Linked DNA regions of Oryctolagus cuniculus: region 1 is linked to region 2. A link is a contact called in public Hi-C data. All regions are on one chromosome and are shown on one strand. Each heading gives the region's core, a stretch centred on a gene start, on an enhancer-like site or on the middle of the called end of the contact. The rest is flanking DNA. Distances are from core to core; before and after follow the strand shown. Region 1 overlaps MCC (MCC regulator of WNT signaling pathway). Region 2 overlaps MCC (MCC regulator of WNT signaling pathway).

What was found. A called contact is a pair of places that touch in the nucleus more often than the background predicts.
Region 1: a contact with region 2 is called in a Hi-C map of psoas muscle, with 11 times the contacts expected there. The contact joins two enhancer-like sites. A contact is called at or near these places in 3 of 6 Hi-C or Micro-C datasets (ear pinna, psoas muscle and an unstated tissue).

The regions. Positions count from the first base shown.
Region 1 is chr6:4,210,080-4,216,793 of mOryCun1.1, forward strand. The region is part of intron 3 of MCC (MCC regulator of WNT signaling pathway); the gene reads right to left. Among named protein-coding and RNA genes, the nearest start is that of MCC, 140 kb to the right of the region's middle. Within about 2 kb of position 4,717, at least 4 of the 8 cell types and tissues checked have an H3K27ac peak or open chromatin away from gene starts, as enhancers often do.
Region 2 is chr6:3,959,156-3,966,406 of mOryCun1.1, forward strand. All of the region lies in intron 8 of MCC (MCC regulator of WNT signaling pathway), which reads right to left. Among named protein-coding and RNA genes, the nearest start is that of DCP2, 100 kb to the left of the region's middle. Within about 2 kb of position 4,321, at least 1 of the 8 cell types and tissues checked has an H3K27ac peak or open chromatin away from gene starts, as enhancers often do.

The DNA of each region.
Region 1 (6,714 bases), core at 3,467-5,966, 250 kb after region 2:
CTCTCTGTCTCTCTCACTGTTCATTCCACCTGGCCAAAAAACAAACAAAAAGCTATGCATAGGCTTCAAAGTTTTTTGCACTAAAATAAACATTTCTTTTTTCAAATGTAATTTATTATATTCTTTCCTCCTCCTCTTTTTCTTTTCAAGATTTTATTTATTTGAAAGGCAGAGTTACAGAGAAGCAGAGGCAGAGAGAGAGAGATTGATCTTCCATCCACTGGTTCACTCTCCAAATGGCCTCAATGGTGCAGAGGTCCTAAGGACTTGGGGACCATCTTCTGCTGCTTTCCAAGCTGCACTAATAGGGAGCTGGATTGGAAGTGGAGTAGCCAGGGCTCGAACCAGTACCCATATAGGATTTTGGCACTGCAGGTGGAGGCTTCATGCCATAGTGCCTGACCCATCTCTCTCTCTCTGTTTCTCTTTCCCTATCTCTCTTCCCATTTAGAGGCGGGGTAGGGGAGTGAGTGAGTGAGAGCTTCCATCTAGTGATCTACTCCCCAAATACCAGTGATTGCCCAGGGTCAGCCCAGGGCTAGGCTGATTCACTCTCCAAATGGCTAAAACAGCAGGTCTGGATCAGGCCAAAGCTAGGAACTCCACCCTGGCCTCCCACACAAGTGGCAGGGGCTCCAAGCACTTGGGCCATCCTCTACTGCTTTCCCAGGCACATCAGCAGGGAGCTGGATCAGAAGTGGAACAGTCAGGACTCAAACTGGAGCTCCAATGTGGAATGCCAGTGTCATAAATGGTGGCTTGAGCCACTGCACCACAACGCCAGTCCCAAATTCTGGTTCTTTTAATTACTGGAGCTTCCTCCCACGTGTTTCTACTGACCTAAATCTAACTGCAATATGAATTCTCCTCCTCTCCGACCTCAGCCACCCCTATTTTCACACAGCTCCCTATACTTTCTCGGGACGCCTGCTGCTCTCAGCAACCACCCGGATCCCAGGTGCCACGGGCTCCGAGACTCTTGGTAAGGATCCCGTATTGAACAATGAGAGTCAGCTACTGAATGGAACGCAAGACAGCGCACAGCGCCACCCCAAGCAAGGTTTAATCCACTGGAAGGCAGATTTTCAGAAACATAAACCTGAATTTGGCTCATAAAAAGAGTCACTCCGCAGCTGCACTTCCCAGGAATTTTAACCACTGATCCACAGCCACTACCAATAGTTTTATCCCTGTTACCACAGTCACCGTTCTGGATTCACTGAAAGCATGTTTAGCCAGCAGGGTCCAACCAGAGCCATGATCTTAACGGATCTGAGCTCTGGACAAGGGGCAGCCGGGCAATGTGACCACTTTGCAGTGAAGACAACCTGAGCTACCCGTGGGTGTGGGGCCGGGGCCAGGGCCAGGAAGCGAGGAGCAAACACACGAGCTATGGCGTCATGGACACCTGTGGCTGTGAATGACATGTCTCGTCTGATTAAAAACCATCAGCAGGAAAAACACTTGCATGCGATATGGTTTGAATGTCATACATCTAAGCAGAAACCAAGACAGGAATAACAGGGGTCACAGAGAAGAACCAGAGCAGTGTGTTTTGTTTCTAAGGTGATTGATTGATTTATTTGCAAATTATCTGAAAGGCACAGGAGAGAAAGAGAGGGACAGAGGTGGAGAGAGACCTTCCATCCACTAATTCACATCCCAGATGGTTGCAACAGAATCCAGGCTAAAGCCAGGATCCAGGGACTTAAGCCAGGTGTCCGACACGGGTAGCAAGGACCCAACTTCTGGGACCATCTGCCACTGTCTTCCCAGGCACATCGGCAGGAAGATGGATCAGAGGCAGAGTAACTGGGACTCAGGCCAGCACCCAACATGGGATGCTGGTGCTGCAAGCAGCAGGCTAACCCACTGTGCCACCACGCTGGTCCCAGAGCTGGATGGTAAGGGCTACTTCTGGCTTCATGGAAAAGGGAGTGAAGACACAACAGAAACCTCTCTATTTTATTACGGATCATTTGGGTGTGCTCTTGGTCCATGTGTGCTGCTGTAACCAAATACCTGAGACGGGGCAATTTCTGAAGAACAGAAATTCACTTCTCACAGAACCAGAGGCCGGGAGTCTGGGGTGAAAGTGCCCAGAGCCTCCGGGACAGGGCCCTGCTGCCACCCTCAAGTGGCAGAAGGGGTGGAAGACCCAAAGGGCACAACCTGTGCCCTCCAGCCTACTGCAAGACTCCCCCAAGGGCCTCACCTCTCAGAAACTACCACACCGGGGAGGAAGGGGCAATGTGAACTTTGAGAGGGATGCGTCCAGCCACAGCAGGCCTACGTGAGGTCCACCCTGCACTTTCATTCAGTCACTCTCAGCACCCGTCCTTTCTCACGTGAACGAGCCCCTCAAGTATCTGGTGAAACACAAGGTGTCTGAGTCAGGATGGATTTTATCAGGAGTATTTTGAGTTGAGATTCTGTAAATGGTGCCTCATTTAAGAGCTCTGTCAATAATGCCTGTTTCTACAAGACAAGAAAATCATATCCCCCAGGGACAGTGCTGCATTTCTCTGAAAGGAACACTTTGATAAATGTGCAAAGTGGAAGCATAAGACGCTATGGATAAATTTAGCAACAAAGGCCTGGGACTGCAGGGCAGCAGGTTAAGCTGCCAGCCGTGACTCAGGCATCTCACGTGACAGCCAGTGAGAGTCCAGGCTGCTCCACTTCCGATCCAGCTCCCTGCTAAAGTGCCTGGGAAAGCAGTGGAAGATGGCCCCAAGTGATTGGGCCCTTAGTACCAGACCTAGATGGAGTGCTAGCTTGGTCCAGCCCTGGCCATTGTGGCCATTTGGGGAGCGAACCAGAGGATGGAAGATTGATCTCTCCATTTCCATACCCTGTCCTCGGCTCTGTAGCTCCGCCTTTTAAATGATTTTTTTTCAGAAAGATCAGTAACAAATAATGGTTCCTAAATTACAACACAGAATGTGAGGTATTTGCATCCCTCCTGAGACGAGAAGAAGTGAGCAAACGGCAGTGCTCGGAGGAAGGGGGCAGAGGCAGAGGAAACGTGAAGAGGGCGAGGGAGGACAGCACTTCTGGAGGAAGTACTGGGGGCAGGGGGACTGCGTCCCCGTCCCTGACTCAAATCCGTATTCTTCACCGATTCTCCAGTGACCGTGGACTTCTCAGTTCCAAATCTGGGCTGCGGTGGGGCCACAGCAGGGACAGAATGACTGACAACTGACACTGACGGACATAGGGAGCTGACATTTGGAATAGAAAGGGCAATTATTATTCCTCAGTGTGAAAATATTGTTACTGACATCTATAAACATGGAATAAAACCTCATGGCTAACAAACAGCCATTTCCCTCAACGCAGGTGTAGCTGGCAATGTCCACTTCTTGGGCCTACCTGAAGCCCAGCTCATGAAGAAGCCCTTGAGAAGCGAATGGGACCCTCAGTGACAGCTGGTGTGTGTATGTGTGTGGGGGGAGGGTTAGGCTTGACGAGGGGCTGGGTGATACCTGCTAAAGCCACTTAACAAATGTGGCCAGTTATTAATCACAGTAGCAGAGACCCGTCCTGCCTGCTTCTTTCCCTAAGGAAAGGCCTTGCCCTGATCCATGGGCTCAAGCCAATGACCTCCAAGACACAGGAGAGATGGGGCTGGGGAGTGGTGACCCTGTGCCCCTGAGGACCAGCTGAGAAGTGAAGGCAGCCCTGCCCTCTCACACCAACCCCTCTCCCCTCCACTCTCAAGTCCAGTAAGGAAAGCAGCCAGCGATCCTGGCACTCAGACTGAGGCCTCTGAGACCCACATGCATCTTTGATAGATGCCTCAGATGGTGTCAACGTGGCAGGTGCATTTTTCTCCGCATTTAACGCTAACCATCCCTGTCGTCGTTAAAGGACAAATAACTACACAACCATGTCAAGAGGGCCAACATAAATCCACCGTGCGCTTCGCTTCTCTCCAGTGACTCAGAGCACGGAATCAGAGCAGAGAAAACGCAGCACACGCATACGTGCATGTGTGTTGTGTGTGCCAGCAACACCAAGAGCAGAACAGAGGGCGCCTCCGTCCCCATGCTGCAGAGCGGGGGCTGTACACCGGGTCAGACAACCTTCCTCCCACCCCGGTCTCTGGCTGGCTGAATCCAAAGCCTTCACTGGATAAGATACCCCTGTATTTTATCTCCCTCCTGCGCCTAAGAGTAAGCATGGTGAACTAACACAGTAAATGTCTATGTCTCTCTCTCTCTCTCTCTCTCTCTCTCTCTCTCTCTCAAGCAAATCCTTTTCCTAGGCTCCTTATATCCCATCAAAGGCATGCTCATAAATAATCCACTGGGATACGTAATGTCCCTGAGCTTTCCTCTTGCAATCCATTATCCTGGGCCATTCAGCTGCGCCACCCCCTACCCCGTCCACTCCCAGCCATGCAGTTAGCACCCAGCACAGCCCTGACTTCGTGGGGGCAGGAGGGGCAGGCAGCTCTGAAGAAGCGGCAGCAAGATTCCCTAGTGATCCTGGGGCGCAGGCAGCCCTGCAGACTCCAGCTTGCGGTTTTCTGCCTCTGTTAAACTAAACTTGGCCGGAGAATGCCTTCGTATTTTGAGTCCTAACATATGGAACTGCAATCTTAGGAAGGAAGCTAACTGAAAGCCTAATTTAGGAATATACTTCTGTAGCAAATAGCTGAGTCCCATACAATCACAGCAGCTAAGCTTCAGCCAATCACAGGCAGCCAGCTGATCAGACCATGTGCAAAGACAGAAACTCTGAGCTGCAACCAATCAAGCTGTGTCCATCCCCCACTCCAGTTTTGTCCGCAGAGGCTGCCGACCCGCGGTGCCGCCTGAATCTCTGAACCTTTTCTGGTTTTGAGGGCTGCCCAAAGTGAATCAATCTTCGCTCACTTAAACTCTGCTAAATGTAAGCCATGTAAAGTTCTTCCTTTTCTAAATAAAAAAATCAGTTATTTTCATTTATTTGAAATGCAGAGACAGAGATCTTCTATCTGCTGTTTCACTCCCCAAATGCCCACAAGAGCTGGGACTGGATCTGGAAGAAGTCAGAAGCCCAGATCTTAATCCAAGTCTTCCACGTGGGTGGCAGGGACCCAACTACTTGAGCTTTTCAGGGTGCACACTAGCAGGAAGCTGGATCAGAAGTGGAGCTGAGACTCGAACCCTGGCACTCTGTTATTGGATATGAGCATCTCAATTACTGCACAAATACATGCCCCTAAGGTTTGTCTTTTAACACCTCTACACATATAAGGTACATGCCACTGTATTTGTACATGTTCTTCTCCCTCATTGTTTTTTTTTTTTAATTTATTTGACAGAGTTATAGACAGTGAGACAGAGAGACAGAGAGAAAGGTCTTCCTTCTATTGGTTCACTCCCCAAATAGCTGCTACAACCGGCGCCACGCTGATCCAAAGTCAGGAGCCAGGTGCTTCTTCCTGGTCTCCCATGCGGGTGCAGGGCCCAAGGACCTGGGCCATTCTCCACTGCCCTCCCGGGCCACAGCAGAGAGGGACTGGAAGAGGGGCAACCAGGACTAGAACCCGGCGTCCATATGGGATGCCGGCGCCACAGGTAGAGGATTAACCAAGTGAGCCACTGCGCCGGCCCCCTCCCTCATTCTTAATTCATGATTTTATTCTCAAAGACAAGGTACAAAGACAGAACATCTTACTATGCCAAATTAGGAATGTGTGTTTCCTATTTCTCCTTTGCCTTTTCTTAACAAAAGCAACAAACCATTCGGAAGCTGGTAACAGCTCCACTGTCAAAGCCCCAGTGACAGGAGTTACTGGAAGCAGGAAGACAAAACGGTAAGAAACGGGAGGCAGGGTGCCGCAAGGCTCTGTGTGGACAAAACACAGCAGAATAAGCGGCACTCACAGCACGTGGGGGACTCCTCTTCCCTTCCACTATGTCAAAGGCACGGCAGAAAAAAGCACAGGAAGTGGTGACGATCAGACGTCTAAATATGGGACCACTGCCCCCTAGTGTGCTTAAAATGTCTTAAAATCCATTCATCAGGGATCTTTGCCCAAAGACAGTAGGAAAGAGAACAAAACGAGAACCAATGTAGAAACAACACCTCACTGACGCAGTGACACCTGCTGGTGTCCCACCGACTGTCAGTCAGTGCCAACACTCTCATCAGGCCCCAGAACCATGTTCCTGCACTCAGTCCAACAGCCTGCCGAAAGGGCAGAAGACACAGCTGGTGTTGCAAAGCGCCAGCCAACCAGGGCAGATGCCGAAGGATGCCGGCTGGCAGCACCCCTGCCCCCTGCTGTGCCGGGTCAGCACTGGCCTCCCAGACACTGAATGCTGGGGGGCCTGGGTTCCTGGGAGGTCCAGGCAGCCAAGAGAGCCCGGGGCCTGCACAGATGTCACCACTTCAACAAGCTGGCCCTGGGCACTGGGGCGCTCTCGCTGGACATTAGCACCGCAGGGGGGGGCTGGGGACACAAGAAGAACCCAGCACCACCCAGCAGAGCAGAAGGGTGACCCACAGCCCAGAGGGGAGGTCTCAGGGAGAGGACAAGGGGGGCCCACTCTGCCTCCCAGCAGCTCTGTCTTCTCCTGACCACGGCCAGAGCAGGGGCCACACGGGGGGGCAGTCTTTCAAAGACTCATCTTTTTTCATGAACTGATATTTCTAAACAAATTCTACACACATTATTCTGTATAATTTAAAAACATGTTTACTCATTTTTATTTTTAC
Region 2 (7,251 bases), core at 3,071-5,570:
CTGGAAGGCCACCCTGTAGGACTTGGTCAAGGTGAACACGCACACCTGAGGGCTGTGGGATCTCACTTGTGGACCCAGGATGCACAGCGACTCCCGCAGGACCAAAAGGGACATGCAGGAGGGAACAGGCCCCTGGGTGTGGTTTGTGGCTGGGAAGCTGGAAGCCACAGTCAATGAGACAGGCAGTCACCACAGAACACGAGACACACTCGGGAACACCAGGCCACGTGTCGGCCATGGCCAACCCCACAGGTGTCCAGTCACTGGGGAATACCAGAGGCCATCAGGTCAGAGGTGAGCCACAGCCGAGGTGAGAGGCAGTCACCTCAGAACACTAGAAGCCCCAGACACACAGACACCTTTTGCCGAGGGGAGAAAAAAGGAACAGAAGCAAACAATACAAAGACAGTCATGTAAGTGAGATACAAAAAAACACCGGTAGCTCACCAGGACCTGTACAAAATGGCGGAAAGGGAAATAAAAGGAATTAATAAGTTAAAAAATTAATAAAAATACTTAGTAAGAACAATGGGTGTGCCCTTAACTGGAGAACACAATTAGCACCTCTCCTTGCCTCCCGGGCCACACAAACAAGAGAAACTAAACGCAAAGCAAAGGTGAGGCCAGGCGCCCCAGACTCCAGGCAGCATGGTGAGAGCTGGGCGTCGGGAGCCGGTGCTGCGCTGTCAGAGACCAGGCTGGGCAGTGGAGATGCGCCCGCCACGCAGGGCCTCCTGTCCCAGGACAACGGCGGGAACAAGGACAAACGACTCAGATGGTTCTCCGTGACAGCAGGAATGAAAGGGAGCACCGAGTAGGGTCACAAGCACTGCTATGAGCCACGAGGACAGCCTGCTCTGCCGTGACAGGCTGCGACCCTCAGCAGCAGGCAGGCCGCAGTTACTAACTTCACGGTGCAACGGAGCTATGAGACAAGGTGGCGTCCACCCCCAGAGGGTGAGACTCGGCCCAGAGCAGCTCTCTCGGTGAGCGGCGGCACTCGGTCCTCCTGCAGGCCTCGGGGAGCCGCCTCTCCAACCCAGGCATCTCGTGCAGAACCACTTCTTTACTGGGGACTCTAGGATGCTTCCTTAGAGTACACAATTAAATGAGAAATCAGACTCTACTGATTCTATATCTAGACGATATATATGAGAATACTTCACAAAGTTTGTAGGAAATAGAATTAAGAGGTAAGTTTATGCTGGTGTCCAGAATTTTTGAAATCTACAGGTTTTTTTTATAATATGCATTTTGCAAGAAACTCATATATACATGGATTTCAAAAATTTTTTTGCACCAAAATAAACTTATCCTCCAATTCTATTTTCCACAAACTCTGTGAAATGTTCCCATACTTATTCCTATAAATTTAGTTTACATGGTGTTTCAGGAAAGTGTATTATATATATATATATATATAAGATTTATTTATTTATTGGAAAATCAGAGTTACACAGAGAGAGAAGAAGAGGCAGAGAGAGAGAGAGAGAGAGAGAGAGAGAGAGAGAAAGGGAGGTCTTCCATCCAGTGGTTCACTCCCCAGATGGTCGCAACGGCTGGAGCTGTGCCAATCCGAAGCCAGGAGCCAGGAGCCTCCTCCAGGTCTCCCACACGGATGCAGGGGCCCAAGGACTTGTGCCATCTTCTACTGCATTCCCAGGCCATAGCAGAGAGCTGGATCGGAAGTGGAGCAACCAGGTCTTGAACCAGCGCCTCTATGGGATGCCAGCACTGCAGGCAGTGGCTTTACCAGCTATGCCACAGCAGCGGCCCCAGGAAAGTCTATTTTATTAAGAGCAGTTCCCTGTGGGCTGAAACAGAAGAGACAAACCACAAACCAGAAGGAGGAAAACAAACCCCAGAGTGCTTCCATCCCTCTGCAGGTGTGCCAGCTGTGTTGCCGTCTCTTGCATGCTTGGCCCACTAATGTAGCTGGAGCTGATGATCAAAATGGCTGCACCAGGGGAGAGGCCAGCACTCTGCTAGCTTCCTTACTTCTCACCTGCTGGCAAATGAAGGGTCAGCCCAGGAGCATTCTGACTGGCTCCCCCGGCACAAGGAGGCTGGGGGTGGAGGTGAACACGTCGGTGTCCACAGCACGTGTGTGCACGGCCGCTCACGGGGACTGGGAACTGCTCCAAACCAGGGAGGACGAAGCATGCTTCTAGGATTCTCTGCCGTGCTCCCATCAACACCTCAGCCACTGAGAGCAGGCGACTGGCAAGATGACTCTGCCTGGTGACTGCCATGGCACTCGGACAGGCTCACCTGGCCCTCTCTCAGCACGGTCCTAGAATGCCAGGAAACTGGATTTGAGGAAGCCTGAGGAGTCCAGTACCCGCCACTCTAACGGAGGATATGCAACTGCTGCTGTAGGTGGGAGCAGGGGAAGGAGGAGGGAAACCTGAGAGAATACAGTAAGCACTCTTCCGAACAATGGGCCCTACACCCCATAGTAGGGACCTAGATTTTGATACAAAGAGTTACTATCAGCAGAGACTCTGGCAACTGTGGAAGTTTCTATGGGCCTCAATTTTCCCTTCACTAAAATGGGCATAATAGTTTCAACAAGGTAGGATCCTGGTTCCAATTGATTAAAATGCCCATAAATCGCTGCCCACCACAAGCAAGTGCTGGGGTAGGTTCAGGGTTATTAGTGTGATTTAGGCTCCCGTTTGGCCCTTGACATGTCTATGTTTAGTCTGAGGGGGACCTGTACAGTCTGGAAACGTCTGAGGAATGCCAATACTATCAGTATTTGCAGAGCCTTGAATATAAGCCCTACTGAGCTTACACTGGTAAGCGGCCCTGTGCAAGTGCTGTCCTTCTTGACCGGGTGAGCCGTGGGATTCTGTGCAGGTCCAGGCAATGCCCCAGCCTTTGCAGCCCCAGGGCCCCATGTGCCTGTGTCTTGCTGGAGCCTGCACTCCCTCTCTCCTACCTCAGGTGGCCCTAGCGAGTGACAGGGGAGGGTAGGCTCTACACAGCAGGTGCAGTCCCTTTCAACATGAGGCTCTTCACCGCCAGACTGTGCCCCGGGACAGGACAGGCACCGTGCAGGGCAGCAGACGGACTGTGGTTCCGCTTCCTCCCACGGTGGAGGGGCAGGTAGAGGAGGCCCAGAGAGGCTCTTGGCCATGTCACTGGTAACTGCAGGATGCTGCCGCCCCGCCCTGTCTCTGAGAGCTCGCCAAGGCCACGACGAAGGCCGCTGTGGCCTCACAGCCCACTTGCTGACACAGAGGCTTGTGGGATAGCGTCCTAGCAATGCTCACGCATTTGTTGTCACCACGAGAGGGAGAAGGGAAAGTGCCCGCTTCCTGGCATCTGATGCGCCACACCGAGCTCTCCAGTGTCACGATCAAGCCAGTCAGTCAGCTCTGTCAGAGGCACCTGCTTGACAACGGCCACGTGCTCCCTTTCTCAGCCCTGAAGGGCAGGTGGAGCCACCTGGCAGCTACGGCCAAGGGCAGGAAGTGGTGAGTACCAGGCTGAGGCCGTCTGCAGGCTCTTTCAGGAGGGAGGCAACCTGAAGCCCAAGCTGGGACACACCGATCCTCTCCACGACGCACTCTGCAGTCTGCGTTTGCTTAATCTGAACACTAAAGAAGAGAAAAAGCAATCACAACTTTCACTCCAGATTTAACCTCTGTTAATATTCTGGCATATTAGTGCCCTCTATTTAGGTACATCTACGTATTAAAAATCACAGCCCTATGGGCCGGCGCCGCGGCTCACTACGCTAATCCTCCGCCTAGCGGCGCCGGCACACCGGGTTCTAGTCCCGGTTGGGGCGCCGGATTCTGTCCCGGTTGCCCTTCTTCCAGGCCAGCCCTCTGCTGTGGCCAGGGAGTGCAGTGGAGGATGGCCCAGGTGCTTGGGCCCTGCACCCCATGGGAGACCAGGAAAAGCACCTGGCTCCTGGCTCCTGCCATCGGATCAGCGCGGTGCGCCGGCCGCGGCGGCCATTGGAGGGTGAACCAATGGCAAAGGAAGACCTTTCTCTCTGTCTCTCTCTCTCACTGTCCACTCTGCCTGTCAAAAAAAAAAAAAAAAAAGAAAAGAAAAGAAAAGAAAAAAAGAAAAATCACAGCCCTATGAATATATTAAGTCAGAATATTATTAAAAAGTTCAAGTACCCTTTGACCTATGGCCCTGGGCACCTCACCCCTCCCCCCCTTACACATAACTATTATGATGACACTGCGTTATGTTGCTGTAATAGTCCTAGTGAGGGTGACTCCATCTCCTGTAAGCCAGTTAACTAGAAGGAAGAAGCGCAAGAAAAAGCCCACGCTGACACAGCTGATCACTCTACCTAAGCAGGCCCTTTGCCTTCACTCGGACTCTCATTTATCAACAACTAGCCAGCAAGTGCCCTAGGAGACAGTGGGGAACCACTGATGACAGATCAGACCTGGTGCTGAGATGAGGTCAAGCACTTGGGCGACACCGGGGGATTCAGAACCCTGGGGCAGGACTTGGGCCAGGTAAGAGCCTGCTCTGAACAGTCTCAGCCGGCAAGTTCTGGACCAAGTGCAGGCCCGCGTGTCGCACACCCAGCTGGGCAGACTGCACTGGGCACTCGCCTTCGCTGAATCTCTTCCCTGCCCAGCTGAGCAGACGGCACAGAATGACCGCTACTGGGTCTCTGTGGCACGAGGGTGATCATGGGCAGATGCAGGCAGCCACAGCCACAAGGGGGTGTGACAAGGCTGGGGCTGTGAACAGCTCCTGGCGTAGAGTCCAGGGGTGACGTGTGCGAGGGACACACCTCCTTCCTTTCACGCCTCGCCCTTCCTGGCTTCACGTCCCAGGAAAAGGCTACAGAACCAGGAATCCGGTGCTACCTTCTGCTGAGGAGGAGGAGGGAGAGGAAAGCACAAGGGCTCTGAGGTGCGGTGGCATGCGAATTTTGCTCGTCCCTTTCCAGGCTGTGGGCCAAAATGAAATCCACTTAAGAAGCTGGAATTTAGGGTCCTTCTTCAGGCTTTAAACGATTTTAGCTCAATCAGGTGATTTCATTTTTATTATGAGGGTGCACTGGACACAGAGCAGTGGAATCTTTCATAAACAGAACACTGCATTTAGGCATCAAGAGGAACTGTCTGGAAAAGACAGCCGTGTGGATCTCTGTCCCTGGTGGGGACAGGAGCCTCCCAGCTCCTCAACAAAATCTTCACAGAGCCAAATTAATGTAAATAGCATGAAAAAAGCATTACACAGACTTTGAGGGAAAGTGGGAAAACCAGAAAGAAACTTCAGAGTAGGGTGGTTTTTACTTGTTTCATAGAGTACGAAGTCTAGAAGTCGTCCTGAATTTACAGAGAAGTCAGACCTCGTGGAGACAGGGACCAGTCCGCAGACCTGCTCACAATACCCAGGGAGCGTAGAGGACACAGGAAGAAGCTGTTACCACCACCTGGAGGCCATGAACACGAAGCGCTTCCAGAAGAACTTCTACAGGAGGCTCAGAGGGGACTTCTGTGGCGTATTTACGTTCAAGTTTATGATCTAGTGGGACACAGATTCATGTGCTTGTGGCCACATCAAGTTTGCTTTGCCATAAAACTGGGGAAAACACTTTTGAGACGGCAGGTAACTTAAACAGTTTAGGTAACAAATACAAACAACGTGGAGAAGCTGGGCTCTGCCGTCACCCTACAGACCTGTGACGTTCAGGGTGCGCACCTGTCCCTTCACCAGACACACTCCATGGCCACGATCTGCTTGCCTGACTCCTCAGCACTGTTCATCACAGTAACCACTCTGCCCAGCACTGAAATGCCCAATAAATAAAGAACACAGTACTTGCTTTCTACAGTAATTAATTGTGCCTTGCCTAAATTAAGCCTGCTTCTTTAAGTGTGAGGAAATAAGTGGCTATATAACAGAGCACACAGAAATAAATGATTATCTCATTTAATAATGAACCGGGACCAATAATAAAATTTGTCTGCCTGTTGTTCCTTAGTTGCTGCTCAGTCAAGTAGCCCAATTTGTTAACGGACTACATTAAAGATCTAATTGAATTAAATAGTGACCAAGGCTCAGAGACCTATGGAGAGCACTTTGTTTAATTATAGGCAGGGACAAGCACAGATTCTATTGATCTGGTCAGTTAAAATTCTATAGTGAACGTGGGCAAAGAAAAAATAAATGCGGCCTCCACTGCGTTTAAGCAACTTGGATGAACTACGCATTCAGAGCCGCTGTCGAGACAGCAAGCCAGCCGTGCCGCACGGCACCACAGGGATGAACTCGGCACTGCACTGCGCTGCTCTGCAGAACTAAACATGGGCGACAGCGAACAATGACAACCACAGAGGTTCCTTCTCGGGGAGATGAGACACACTGGGGGTGGGGCAGGTATCTGGTGCCGCACTGAAGACGCCACTTGGAACCCTGGCACCCCACATGGCATCTCATACTGCATCCCATTTCAGAGGGCCTGCATCTGACTCCTGGCTCTCCTCTCGACTCCTACTAATGTGCACTCTGGAAGGCAGCAGGTGATGGGCCCCATCACCTACATGGGAGACCTGGATGGAGTTCCAGGATCCCAGCTTTAGCCTGGCCCAGACCCAGCAGTTGTGGGCCTTTGGGGAGTGAACCAGCAAACAGAAGATGAACCAATCTGTGTGACTGTCTCTCTGCCTTTCAAGCAAAACAAAGGAGGGAAATACACTGAAGAGATGGTGGTGGGCATGTCTTTTAGCACTGCAAGTCTAATAAACTGGCATTGTTATCTCAAAAATTCTTTTGAAACCCACAACTGTCTAAAAATAAAAAGAAATAATTTATTAATGGGCATGCATACAAATTTCAAGGACATTTCCAGTTGAGAAATAAATACAAGTTCCTCAATATTCTATTATTTGGAAGTAATTGAAACACAAATATAAACCATTCAAGAGGTAACTCTGGATTTTATCCTAAGCAACTGCTACCTATTTCTGGAGCATTTACTATGTGCCAGGCATCGTCTAACTACGCTATGCATATTACTCCTGCCCTGGGGACTGCATTATCTCTACTTTATGGCCGAGTACAGTGAGGCACAGAGGAGTCACGGTGACCTGGCAGGTCAGGCCCAAGCCCAGGCACACACTGTAGCTCCACCACACCATGCCACTGTTAGCAGGGATGCCCAGAGCTGGAGAAAACATGGAAGTAAGGCAGCGGGAGGGCAGTTTTTTTATTTTGTGCTAGTCACAATCAAAGGGCTGACTTGTGCTTTAGTAACTC